Regions from separate parts of the Callithrix jacchus genome. Here region 1 is linked to region 2. The links are chromatin contacts, called in public Hi-C maps. All regions are on one chromosome and are shown on one strand. Each heading gives the region's core, a stretch centred on a gene start, on an enhancer-like site or on the middle of the called end of the contact. The rest is flanking DNA. Distances are from core to core; before and after follow the strand shown. Region 1 overlaps PCGF5 (polycomb group ring finger 5). Region 2 overlaps LOC108587838 (a long non-coding RNA gene).

Region 1 (6,480 bases), core at 227-2,726, 230 kb before region 2:
AATGGGAATGGTACTACTTTCTTATAATTTCATATATCCCTTTGTGTGAATTTTACACACATATATGTAATGCTAAAAGCCTTTTATCTGCTCAGTAATGTTTGCCCCTTTGCTGCAATTATTAAAAATTACTAATTGCTGAGTCTCTTGGAACCTAGAGGAGAAATTTGGACATGCAGCATAGGTGATGGGGAAAATTCCCATAAGCATCCAGAAATACTTTCTAAATTTCCATGACATATAGGTTTTTATCACCTGAGCTCTACTTAAAAAAACTTCATTCCAGAATATTAGAGCATAGTAAAATCTCCTGATCTGGGTCTCAGCCACATCTCAGTTCCCTCTCCTATAGAGACAAATGTACAAAAGAAATAAAACAAAAAACTCCTCACTGTTTAGTTGCAAGCTGTGGCTATTTCTCACTTCAGCTTCCTTTAGCTCCCTAGAAATTACTACTATAAACATCTAGCCAATTTTCTCTTTTATCTTTTCCCTTTTCTCTTCCCAAAGTCCAATTTCCTCTATTTTCAATTATCTTCTACTAAAGTGACTTCAGATTTACATTCATTTATAAAAAATCTCCTATAGAGAAAAAGGTTCATAATGTAAATAAAAGGAGCAGAAATTTTGTACAGGAAAAATGTGAGCCTGAAGAGAGCTATTAGTTCACCTAAGCTATGAAAAACTGACCAATTTAAGCTTTCAGAAACAGACATAAGAAAAAGTCACCTTGTCCATTTTCTTGAGGCTTATTTTTCTTCCAAAATTCAGATTCACGCTCAAGTTCTTCTAATTTAAATGAAAGAGAGTATAAAAAGAAAGTCATGAAATCTTTAATGGAAATGTTGATTTCATAAAACACAAAAGTCTGCAAGAACCCAAAGAGCCACTTACGTTCTCGGAGTCCAGGGACCAGCTTAAATATAATTTCCTCTAAAGTATTGTCCAACCTTGGAAAGGGGAGAGAAAGAATATACTAACAATGAAGACACCAAAATCTGACACGTAAATAGTCTGAGATGTAGATCTTACATGTATTACAAAATACAGAACATATACAATTTTAGCACATCTACTATACTACACTCTTCTGTCCAGGGAACACACCTATTTCCAGCCTTCCCCAGTAGTAGACTGATTACAAAAATGGTCCCAGTCCCCAGCTCTCTCTACATCCACACTCTTGAGCATGACTTTGAAATTCCTCCCTTGATTAAGGAGCGGAGTCTATCTCCCTGCCTTGGAAATATGGGCTGGCCTTAAAACTTGTTGAGGTCAGCAGAATGTGGCACAAGTGACTGTGCTTGGTTCTAAGTCTAAGCCTTAAGAGGCATCACATGCTTTTGTTTCTATTTCTCTCTCTTTCACAGAATCCTGCTAGCACGAGAACAAGGCTGGAGGATGAGAGACCATGTAGAAGAGACCAAGCTGCCCGGCTGAGGCCATTTTAGACTAGTTCACAAACAGCCCATCCCCCAAAATCAGCACAGCAGATTACCCAATGCACAGCAAACTGCATTTGCATGCGTGAGCCCAGCCAAGACCAGAAGAACCACCCAGCTAACCCAGGGAACCAGGAGGAATAGTAAATGCTTGCTTTTTCAAGCATCAGTTTAGGAGTTGCTGTTATGCAGCAAATAGCTGATACCCCCATTCTCAAAATTTCTACCACAGCTCTGGCTCTTTCCCATAAAGGAAACAATCTCCATTCCACTCTTCTGAGAAATGTAGACCACTTTATCTTTCTACCTTCTGAAATGAAAACTTCAAATATTTATCTTGACATTTTTCTTATTTTCTTTCCTGCTATATAATTTATCTTTTTCATGGCTTTTTGTCTCTAATCCCATTCTCTTGCCCCCACAGCACCCTCTTCCCACCCCATCTCCTTCATCCTGCTCAACAGCATTACTCTTCTACAAGACTACAAACACATAGAGGTTTCTTATATCTAAAAAAAGACCCAAAAACCTTTATTAACTCATTGTATTTTCAAACTATTATTCTGTTTCTCAATCTTTTCTTCTAACTGGAAAAAAATATGAAAGTAAAACCTACATTACTTCTGTCCCCTACTCTGTTTTGCTTCTTTTACTCTACTGAACTCTGCAAATCATCCATAACTTCCATACTGAATAGGTTTAAAAGTTTTAGAATTAAAATTTAAACTTAAAAATTCTTGTTTAAGTTTATATTTCTTCTATATTTCTCTGCAGCAGTTTGACAGTGTTGTCTGACACTGCCTGCCTCCCTGAAAATTTCCTTTGTTTTCATTTTTAAATTTTCCAAGTCTGTTCTTTCTTTGTTACTAAGTATTTTTCTTTTTCCCAGCTACTTTTAAATCTGATATTCTCCCTTGCTTTGTACTCTGCACTCCGACCTTTTCAAAGTTCTGTCTTCCTTGGGGATTTCATCTGCTTTGGTGGCTTCAAAACTAACATATAGACAGAGATCCATCCATGTATCTATCTACCTGCCTATATGTAACATCTCTCTGCTGAGTTCAAGTTCCATATTTCCAAAGGATGCTAAACATTTCAAGTACCTCCTTTTATTCATCTATGTCAAGATTGTCTCATCTATCCTTCTCCAATAAAATACTAAGTACCCCACCATTGTCTCACATTTTTAAATTAAATTTTTAAGTAATACCATAATTCTCCCAAATTGGCTCAAAATATGAGAAGGATCTTACCTTCTCTCTTTCCCTTCATTTACACATTTACTCACCAAACCACATCTGTCCCATCTATTCCTCCATCATTTCTTCCATTCCTTCAATTACCATCCTACTTTGAGCAGAGCAGAGACATCGTCATAATGAATCTTCCTAAAGTACTAATCTGATTGTGTTAGTTACCTCTCAAGAACTAATTTTTCCCTACTACCTGGCTTCATGTATTTACATAACTTCTGGTACTATTCACTCACTGTCTCTCTTTTCTAGCCAACTGGCTTATTTAATTATTTCAAGAACTCCCTGTCTTTTTCAATTCATTTTTTCTCCCTCGTTTTTTACATCCTGGCTCAAATATGCTTTATACTCTCCAACCAAACCAATGCTATCTTATTCAAGACGAAGTCACTTGTAAAGTTCTCCCAGACTATTTAATAGTGGGAGTGCATAAAAAAATAGCACTTCTCACTATGTACAAACAGATCAGGAATCACCTTAGTTTTATTTCTGTTTCCTTTGAAACATTACTTACCACTTTGATGTCCTTTCTGTCCTCTCAACCTAACTTAGGACTAATCTGTTCTATTGTCAGCCATTAAATCACCTCCATACATGTACCCTTGTCTCTATCTTACTTGCTCAAAATTATTTGGTACAACTTGGATTAAATACAACTTTCCTTCAACTCTGCACTGGTATCCATGGCTGCATAAAAACACAACCACACCACTTCAAATTCTAAACTACAACCCAAATATGCCTTTAAGTTTTCCAGGAATCATACTACACTCCCAAGTGTATTGATTCTCTCACTCTCCTTGACAACATGCTTTTTTCTCTCCCCAACTCTCCAAATCCCTTTCTCTGTCCTTAATTTTGGCTGATAAACACTTTCCTCTCAATGAAACATGTCAAAGCAAGGAAAAACAAACTTCCATAGGCCCTGGCCACCATACCTACTTATAGCATCAGTATTATGTACTCTCAGTTTGCCTGCCTGTTGCTACAAACATTTTTGTCAGTGCTCCTATTGAAAACCAGTGTCTCCTCTTAGGCTGTTAAGATTCCATTCCCTACTCTCTTATATTATTAACTTTCTACTTTCTACCGGATCATTCCCTTCAAATATGGCATTATTTCTCCCTTATCAAAACAAAATAAAGAACCTTCTTGGCTGCACTTGACAGTAACCCACCACCGCCCCCAATTTCTTTGCTCCCATTTGTAGCAAAACTCCTTAAAAGAGTTGTCTATACTCACTGTTGCTAATTCCTCTCCCCACTTTCCTCTCTTAAAACAATTCAATTAGGTTTTTGGTCTCACAGCTCCTTTAGAGTTGAGAGGAGCACTTGTAAGTGCTCTTTTCAAAGTTGATGACCTCCATGTTGCTTAATCTAATCATCAATTCTCAATCTTCACCTTGTTTGTACCCATAAACAACAAATGACACAGATGGATCACTCCATCTTCTTTGACATACGTACTGTATTCACTTGACTTCTAGGGCACTACACACTCCTGGATTTTCCTCTACCTCACTGGTTGCACCTTCTCAGTTTCTTCTGCTGGCTCCTCCTGTCTCTGAACACTTAATGCTGGAGTTCTCCAGGGCTCAGTCCTTGGTCCTTTACTCATTCTTCTCTGTACTTACTCCCTGAAGTGATCACATCCTGACTCACAGCTTGAAAAATCTTCTATATGCTAAAGACTACCAAATATTTATCTCTAGCACAGACCTCTCCCTTTGAGTTCCAGACCCATATATACACTTAACAACTTTCTCTGATCTCTGAAATGAATGATAAATCAACATGTCCACAATTTAAGTCCTGATCTACCCCTTCCGTGCTCTATTATGAATCTTCCCAACGAAGTTAATGGCAACTCCATTCTTCCAGTTGCTCAGGTCAGAAATCTTAAAGTCATGCTCACGTCAGAAATCTTAAAGTCATGTTCAACTCTTTTCTTTATCCTATATCCATTCTATCAGCAAACCTTGCTGAATCTACTTTAGAAATATATTCAGAATATGAGCATTTCTTGTCCCCTCTTCAGCTACTACCTCTCACCAGGGTCATTGCAATTACTTTCTAACTATTCTCCCTGCTTCTACCCTTGCCTTGCTATATGCAACGGTGTTCTCAATAGTCATCAAAATGTTCATGTCAGATCAATACTCCAACCAAAATCCTGCATAGGCTCCCCATTTCATTCAGAGTAAAAGATAAAATGTTTATAGTGGCCTATATGGCCCTTCATGATCTGGAATCTGATGATCTCTCTGCCCTTGTTATCCAGTATTCTGTCTCTCACTCATTGTTCTCCAGACACCCAGGTCTCCTTGCTGGTGGTCCAACGAGGTATATATACACTCTTGACTTAGGCACTTTGCACTGGCTGCTCCCTTTACCTGGAATAGGCATGCTTTCCCAGACCTATCCATGGTTAACCTCTCATAGTCTCCAAGTCTTTGCTTAAACTCACCTTCCCATGGAAGCCAATCCTCAACATCTCATTTAAAACTGCAATCTGCTGCTGCTCCCTTGACACTCCTAACCTCTTCACCCCACAACACTTCTCCCTTTCTTCCCTTTGTAATTTTCACTTTCTAACATACCATATAAGTTACTTATTATATGGTTTATTAAATGTCTCTCACTACAAAAATATTAAATCTACAAGGGCAAAGATCCTTACCTATTTTGTCTGCGAATGGACCTCAATCACCTAGAATAGTGTCTGGACATAGCAGGCATCCAGTAAATATTTGCTGAGTGAATGATTCCCCTCATGGAGGGGCATCTTCCTCCAACTTCCTTCTACTGTCTATATCAGTGATGTCCAATAGAAATATAATGTGAGTCAAATATGTAATTTTAAATTTTTAGTAGGCACATTAACATCAGTTACTTTATACTTTTTATGTAAAACTAACTTTAATGTTTTGTTATATATGAAAATATATTTAATAATACATTTAATAATTTTTATTTATTGAAGAATAAAGTTATCTTTAGTGGGAAAATATTTACACTGCTTCAGGTTTTAACTGAAATTAAATTATAAATTCCATTCCTCAGTTGCACTAGCAACATTGAAAGTGCTTAACAACCACATGTGGCTAATTGCTCCCATACTGGACAGTACAAACACAGACTGCTTGTTTCCCAGGCCTGCTGCACAACTGTCATATCTCTTCACCTCTCTGCTATGTTAGATTCCTTTATTCTTTCTTGGTTTATGCTCAAGCTTCCCAAAAGCTTACTGAGAAAAAGTACGCAGAAGGGAAATGTTTTGCTACATGTGCCACAGGCAATTTAGGCACCTAACGAAGGAGCCTAAATTCCCCTTATTGCTTGCTAACAAAATCCAATTATGTTCTGGCTGCAGTGTGGGCACCCCCTAGGATAATTCATGATTTGTTAAAGCATTTCAAAACCCACCATGCCACTTTACCTAGTGGGTGTCATGTGACCTAGTTTTGTCTAAAAGGAAGAAGCCTGCTATAGGAAACTTTGGTAAAGATCTTCCCCTCCCTACTAACTCCCTACCTCCTTAGTTCCCTGGTATACTCAGGCCTCTGAGGTCTGTTCAACTATCACCACCACCAGTTTGCTTTCTAGCTTTCAGTTTCTCCTCACATCTCTTTTACGATTTTTTCTTATCCTTTAAAAAGTGTTTACTGAGAACCTAACATGTTTTAGGAGCTATCCTAGGTGCCGAAGATACAGAGTATCTTGTTCTTATTATCTCTGAGTTTATGTCTTTAAAATAATTCCTTTGTAGTAATTTCAGAAGAATTT
Region 2 (6,141 bases), core at 3,284-5,783:
AGACAGTGGTAGTTTGGATGGAAGCAGTGGTGGAGAGGGAGATCAGAGAAGACATTTTGAGTGTGGTCATAGGTAGAGTCTACAGGGAGCTCTCACATTACCTAGTTCAACTTCACCTTACAGATGAGAACACTGGGGTTCAGAGAAGTAAAGAAATGTTGAGTCACCATCTGTAGATGGCAGAACTACCACTCTGATGTGAGCTCTTGATTTCCAGCCTATAACACTTCCCGTTGTACCATACTACTTTATATATTGTTTAATGTGTGCTTTCTGTTATCTCTTTTGCCAGATTATAAATTTTCTGAAAGCAGAGAAGTTGCTTTAAACAACTGATAAACTTTCAGTTTGCAAAGGCTGTGGCCAAGGTACATTGTAGATAAAACATAGACATCGTCTTACAGTCCCAGGCTCCCTCAAACTCAGGCACAGAGAGGAAGTTCATTGACACTTCTTAAATCAAAATGAATTTGAATTACACACAAAGTTCCAATCTGCAGAAAACCGAATCCCACTGAGATTCAGACTCCAAGAGAAAGTTTGGATTCTTGCTTGAGTTATGAGAAGGGGAAATTCTAGAGGAAACACACATTGGTTCTTTATGGAGGAGAAGATAATTACCCTTGTAGAAACTGTTCCAACTGACCCCAAATTGGAAAGGCATTTGCACACTCCCTTCCCTCAACCCAGGGAGGAGCTTTACATGGGTTTAGTAGAGGGTTCACATACCCTTCTTCAAGACCTGGCAATAGAGACTCTAATGGGAAGGGCAAATGGATGACAGATAGCTCCAGGGAACTCTCTTTTCACTTCTGCCTCTAGACTACAAAACAGCATTGGCTGAGCCATCACTTTGGGAATTGTTTTTATCCAGAGGAATATGCAGCACCAAAGAGAAAAGCAACCCCAGAGACTGGCTTCTCATACCTAAGCCAGTTCTGGCTTAGGCCTCTGGCTAAAATAAAGGAAAATGGGAGAGAAATATTGAGTTTATAAATGGTTCTACCTGATTCACTAAGGTAAATGAGCAGAAAGGGATTAAGGATAAAACCAGATATAAATCATAACCAGGGATTAAGTCATAACTGGAAATAACAAATGTCCATTTAACTCAGCCATTTCCAGTGTTATCTCATTCAGGAATCCAAGTTTGACAGGAAACAACTGGAGAGAGGTACAGATTCGGTACAGGTGAGGGAACCCTCTCCATCTGGTAGAGTTGGCAGCATCAAACACAGCCATCTGGAAAGTCTCTAATAAAAAGATGCCACTTGGTTTCAGAGAAAATGACAAACATTTGTATCTGTTATTAATCATGAAGTTATGGAAAATTAGCTTTGAGTAGCTTGGGTACTAATGACAAATGAATTAAAGGTCATTCCCTATACCTTATATTCGCCCTTTGTGTAGGAGTGTGCAGTGTTTGATAGGATCCTCATTCTCTATACCTTGTATTCGCCCTTTGTCTAGGTATGTGCAGCATTGGGTAAGATCCTAATTCCCTATCCCTCATATTCACCCTTCGTCTAGGTGTGTGCAGCGTTGGGTAAGATCCTCATTCCCTATGCCTTATATTCGCCCTTCATCTAGGTGTGTGCAGCGTTGGATAAGATCCTCATTCCCTATGCCTTATATTCGCCCTTCGTCTAGGTGTGTGCAGTGTTGGGTAAGATCCTCATGAATTCATGCATTCATGAGATCAGTGTGCTGAGGAAGTGGATTTATGGAATCAATGAAGAGTAAAGGAATAATCTAGGAATATAAGACATTGTTCGGTGGCAAACCTGGTTAGGAGTTCCAAAAACCCTCATTGCAGCAAGAAAGCACCAGGTGCCAGAGAAGGAGGGAGAGGGATGCAGAATGAGAGGCTGAAAGCACAAGGAAATAGGTCTGTCCTAGGGAGGACCTTATCCAACTCTGCACACACCTAGCCAAGGGCAAATATAAGGTATAGGGAATGAGGATCCCTTCGTCTAGGTGTGTGCAGTGTTGGGTAAATTCCTCATGAATTTGGAGGAAAACAATATGATCAACTTCATTTATGCTATGACTTAGATGACTTATACATTAAGATGTGCATTTTTCAAATGGATAGATATTAATGGTGGAACAATTTGGGAACAAGGGCCACCCCTTACACTTCTAATATTGTCATGTACTTTTTTCATTATCCTTATCACAGTTTGTAACCACATAATTGTATAATGAACTAGTTAGTTAATTTCTTTATTTGAATTAGATAACAAGCTTAGGAGAGTAAGGCCCATGACTGTGTGTATGTTTCAGTCTGGAGCCCCATGAATGGGCCCAAAAGGAGACTAGAGAATACTTCTTAAGTGAATGAATGAATGACAAATGAATGAATTGAATTTTCAAGTACAGGTGAGACAAACCTTTTTCATATCTCCTCCTAAGCACAAAAACCAACCAAATAAATAAAATAGCCTGAAATGGTCTCGTGAAAATAGAAAGATTCTTGTAGGGAGCTAACAATTACTAATGTGTGTGTGTGTGTTTTAAATCCTAGCATTGTGTAGAGATGTCTTTAAATTAAAAAAGGAGACAGTGGCTCATGCCTTAATCCCAGCACTCAGGAGGCTGAGGTTGGGAGTTCAAGACCAGCCTGATCAACATGGTGAAACCCCATCTCTACTAAAAATAAAAAATTAGCTTGGCATGTAATCTCAGCTACTCAGGAGGCTGAAGCAGGCAAATCACTTGAACCTAGGAGGTGGAGGTTGCAGTGAGCCAAGATTGAGCCACTGCACTCCAGCCTGGGCAATAAGAGTGAAACTCCGTCTTGAAAAAAAAAAAAAAAAAAGAAGAAGGAGAGACTTCACTTCACTGAGGCTGACAGGTAGGTTCCAGGATGTAAGGCTCAATTATTTGATATCCTTTACTTTCAGGGCATGATTCTCTTCAAATAAGAAAATAAATCAATACCATTCTTTCCCACCTCCTTCCCCACTGCTCTGATGAGACAAATGATTCGGAAACAGAACCTCCAGCCTGAGCCCTGTGTTTCCATCTCCCCAACTGACAATCCTGCTACCCACCCCTCCCACTCCTACACCTTTTCCCCATGCAGACCCTCTTTTCCTCTGGATTCCGTGGTGATGAGATATGGGAGTGGGATGTTGTACATAAAATTTGCCAACTTAGCATGAGCTCAGCCTGCACTGCAGAGGTGTCCTTGTTCTGCCTTGGTTTCTATGCAAAGGAGATAATTCAGGTAAAAGTGCCTGGTGCATAGTAGGCACTCCTAAAATGAGACTTTTTTCCTCCTACCTTCTTAGTTCATTAAAACACTTCTCATTGCTGCCCAACAAGCATCTCTCTTTATCTTATGGCCTTAAAAAGAGGTTAAAATGTTTTTATTTAATTAAAGTGAAAGATAGTGAATTGGGATTAGAAGTGTACATATGTCTATATGTGAAAAGGAGCTAAGAAATTTTAAGTGGCGGTAGCCTGTAATTCCTTAGAGTGGAGGACTCCTAAAGAGGGTGATTTATCTTTAAGCATTGCTCAGGTGCCTTTTTTAAAGAGTCCTACTGTTGCTATGGAAATCATGTCTGTAGGAATGTGTGCAAATGTAGACTGGATTGCCAGTTGCACAAATAGGGAAGTGTGGGCAAGGGGGAGGCAGGCTGGCACTTGTCAGTCCCCAGCACTGGTTCAAAAGAGAAATAATTAGAATGTGATTGAGGAACATGGAGAGAGTGCTATGGGGCAGGGACTACCATAGGTATCTCAATACCTGAGAGACTCCAAGACCATCTAGAATCTGCAATCTCCACTCTACCCCTTAGGGTGACCATTATTATGTCTGTTATCTCAATGTTTCTAATGGAATAGTAAATAAATAAATAGAGCTATTAATATAGCATCCTCTTTCACCGTCAATGTCATCATGGTTTAGTTGATAAACCAAAGAGTCACACGATCACTACAGAATACAGTTTCCCCCATAAAATGAAAGAAGCCAACTGGAAATGATCTCATCACATCTTTGACAGTATTTTATGCACAGAACTTAAGTCATTTATTAAGTTATTTTCTAGGTAAGAACTATGTCTCCCATTCTCTGTACCTCTCCTACAGCTTCAATTGAATAGCTATGCTTCATACCCACACCCCAAAAAGAAACCCGTCTTTCATCATTTCACAAGGAGAAACTGAGTCGGAGAACCTAGGATCCGCTAGGATCACTCACTAGTGAAGTGACGAGCTCCCACTCCCAGACTACATATTTCAAATTTGCACCACAAAGAAAAAATAAATAACTACCTATAGTGAACCCTATGAGGGTGTACTGTTCAACGTTTCTTGAAATGTAACTTAAATAAAAAAGTGATACGTTGAAAGGACCCTGGAGACATACAGAATCCTTGGGCAGAGGCTGGAGAACCAGGTTTAGACAGTGACAGGTAGGCATGGGCAGCCAGACCATAGCCAAGATCAGTGTCACAGTTCTCCCATTCAGACACTGCTGCCTCTACCGGTGGACATTGGACCCCACTGGTCCACCACTGTGGGCACTGTGGCCATGACTGCCCCACAGACTGGATGTTATTGCCACTTTTGCTGCCAATAACAGATGGATAATCCATGATCCCTTCTTCTTTGCCTAATTAGGTTCTGATTCTAAGCCCCAGATGCGTGCATCTGATGGGCCAAGCCTACTCTGGGTGCTTAGGCTTTAGTAGCAAGCAAGACTGGAAGAGTGACTATTAGCACTCTTCACCTTCTACACAAGATAGTGGTTTTTATCTACCACCACAGGAAAGAAATTCTTTTTTACATTTATTTATTTTTAAAGATGGGATCTCGCTCACTCAGTCTGGAGTGTCATGGCATGATCATAGTTCACTGCAACTTGGAACTCCTGGGCTTGAGCAATCCTCTTGTCTCAGCCTCTCAAGTAGCTGGGACTACAGGTATGCATCACCACACCTGGCTATTAATTTTTATTTTTATTTTTGTAGATACAGGGTCATGCTATGTTGCCCAGGCTTGTCTCAAACTACTGACTTCAGAGAATCCTCCCACCTTAGCCTTTCAATGTATTGGAATTACAGGCATGACCCACTAAGCCTGGCCAAAAAGAAATTCAAATGCTCTGCAGCCTAAAATATATCTGCTACATGGGGAAATGATGAGAATTAAATCTGAGAATGTCAAGGGCCTCTATATATAGTTTTTAGAAATAAGATCTTTTAATGTCTATTGAAATGAACATCAAATGTTTCAAAATAAGGCCTTAAAGCAGGACTATCTCAGATTTTTTGAAAGGGGAAATAATTTTTAATTGTCCATGGCTTCAGGTCTAATGCTAAAAGAGAAAAGGGGAAGGAGGAAGAAAGGTTACTGCTTAAAATTCTTGGAGACATAGAAGTTCACTGTCCTGGATGGAAGAAGGGGAACATCTGCCAATTTTGCACCATCATCTGCCAGAAATTCCAAACAGCCACAGAGAAAGGATGTAATAGAAGGATGGAAAGGTATTGAGCCAAGATCCAGAATTCTAATCACAGGGAGAAGGTAAGAATGTGGCCCAGAGCCGAGGAGAAGAATTCCAAGGTGAGCCGAGTGTCACAAGGGAGTGGTGTCCTCAAGAAATCTTGAGCACCTGGGTGGTTCATGCACCAGGCTGTGACTCAGAGGCAGCCTTTAGGAAAGAGGGACACATGGATGATTTGAGCCAAAAAACACAGGAAGGGTCATCTAATTATGGGACAGGCCAGCTGTCAGGGCAAAAAAAATTGCCAATGTGTCACTTTGCCTGCAAGTTAGAGAAACCCAATGCTAATTAGCTCAGGCAAAAAGAGAATTTATTGGAGGAATAAGGGAGTGCCTCATATAACTGCCAACAAAGCTGGGAAGGAACAGCTCTGACCCAGTGTTCAAATGTCCCCAGGGCTCTGTCTCTGTTTCTCATCTCTACTTCTCTCTGAAGAGAAGGGGCATCACTGCCTTGAAGTGGGGCCAGCATTCAACCCATCAGGGAACTGCTCACAGGGCTAAAGTCTTATGTCCTGTGACTTCTACCTCCAGAGGGGAGATACTTCTCTTCTTTTAGTTCCAGCTCTGTGGAAATAATCCAGTGAGCCTGGCCTCCCCAGGTCAGGTGCCCCAGTTTAA

What was found. A called contact is a pair of places that touch in the nucleus more often than the background predicts.
Region 1: a Hi-C map of skeletal muscle shows a contact between it and region 2, with 4 times the contacts expected there. The contact joins two enhancer-like sites. A contact is called at or near these places in 2 of 3 Hi-C or Micro-C datasets (both in skeletal muscle).

Annotation. Positions count from the first base shown.
Region 1 is chr12:84,055,482-84,061,961 of calJac240_pri, reverse strand. PCGF5 (polycomb group ring finger 5) reads right to left here. Exons shown (of 10, transcript XM_078346006.1): 5 at 895-950; 6 at 730-786. The region is part of intron 3 of LOC144578706; the gene reads left to right. Among named protein-coding and RNA genes, the nearest start is that of PCGF5, 80 kb to the right of the region's middle. Within about 2 kb of position 1,476, at least 1 of the 16 cell types and tissues checked has an H3K27ac peak or open chromatin away from gene starts, as enhancers often do. A contact at or near this core is called in skeletal muscle, where this site is marked.
Region 2 is chr12:83,833,718-83,839,858 of calJac240_pri, reverse strand. LOC108587838 (a long non-coding RNA gene) reads right to left here. Exons shown (of 3, transcript XR_001906612.1): 2 at 3,289-3,335; 3 at 810-1,253. Among named protein-coding and RNA genes, the nearest start is that of ANKRD1, 140 kb to the right of the region's middle. Within about 2 kb of position 4,533, at least 1 of the 16 cell types and tissues checked has an H3K27ac peak or open chromatin away from gene starts, as enhancers often do. A contact at or near this core is called in skeletal muscle, where this site is marked.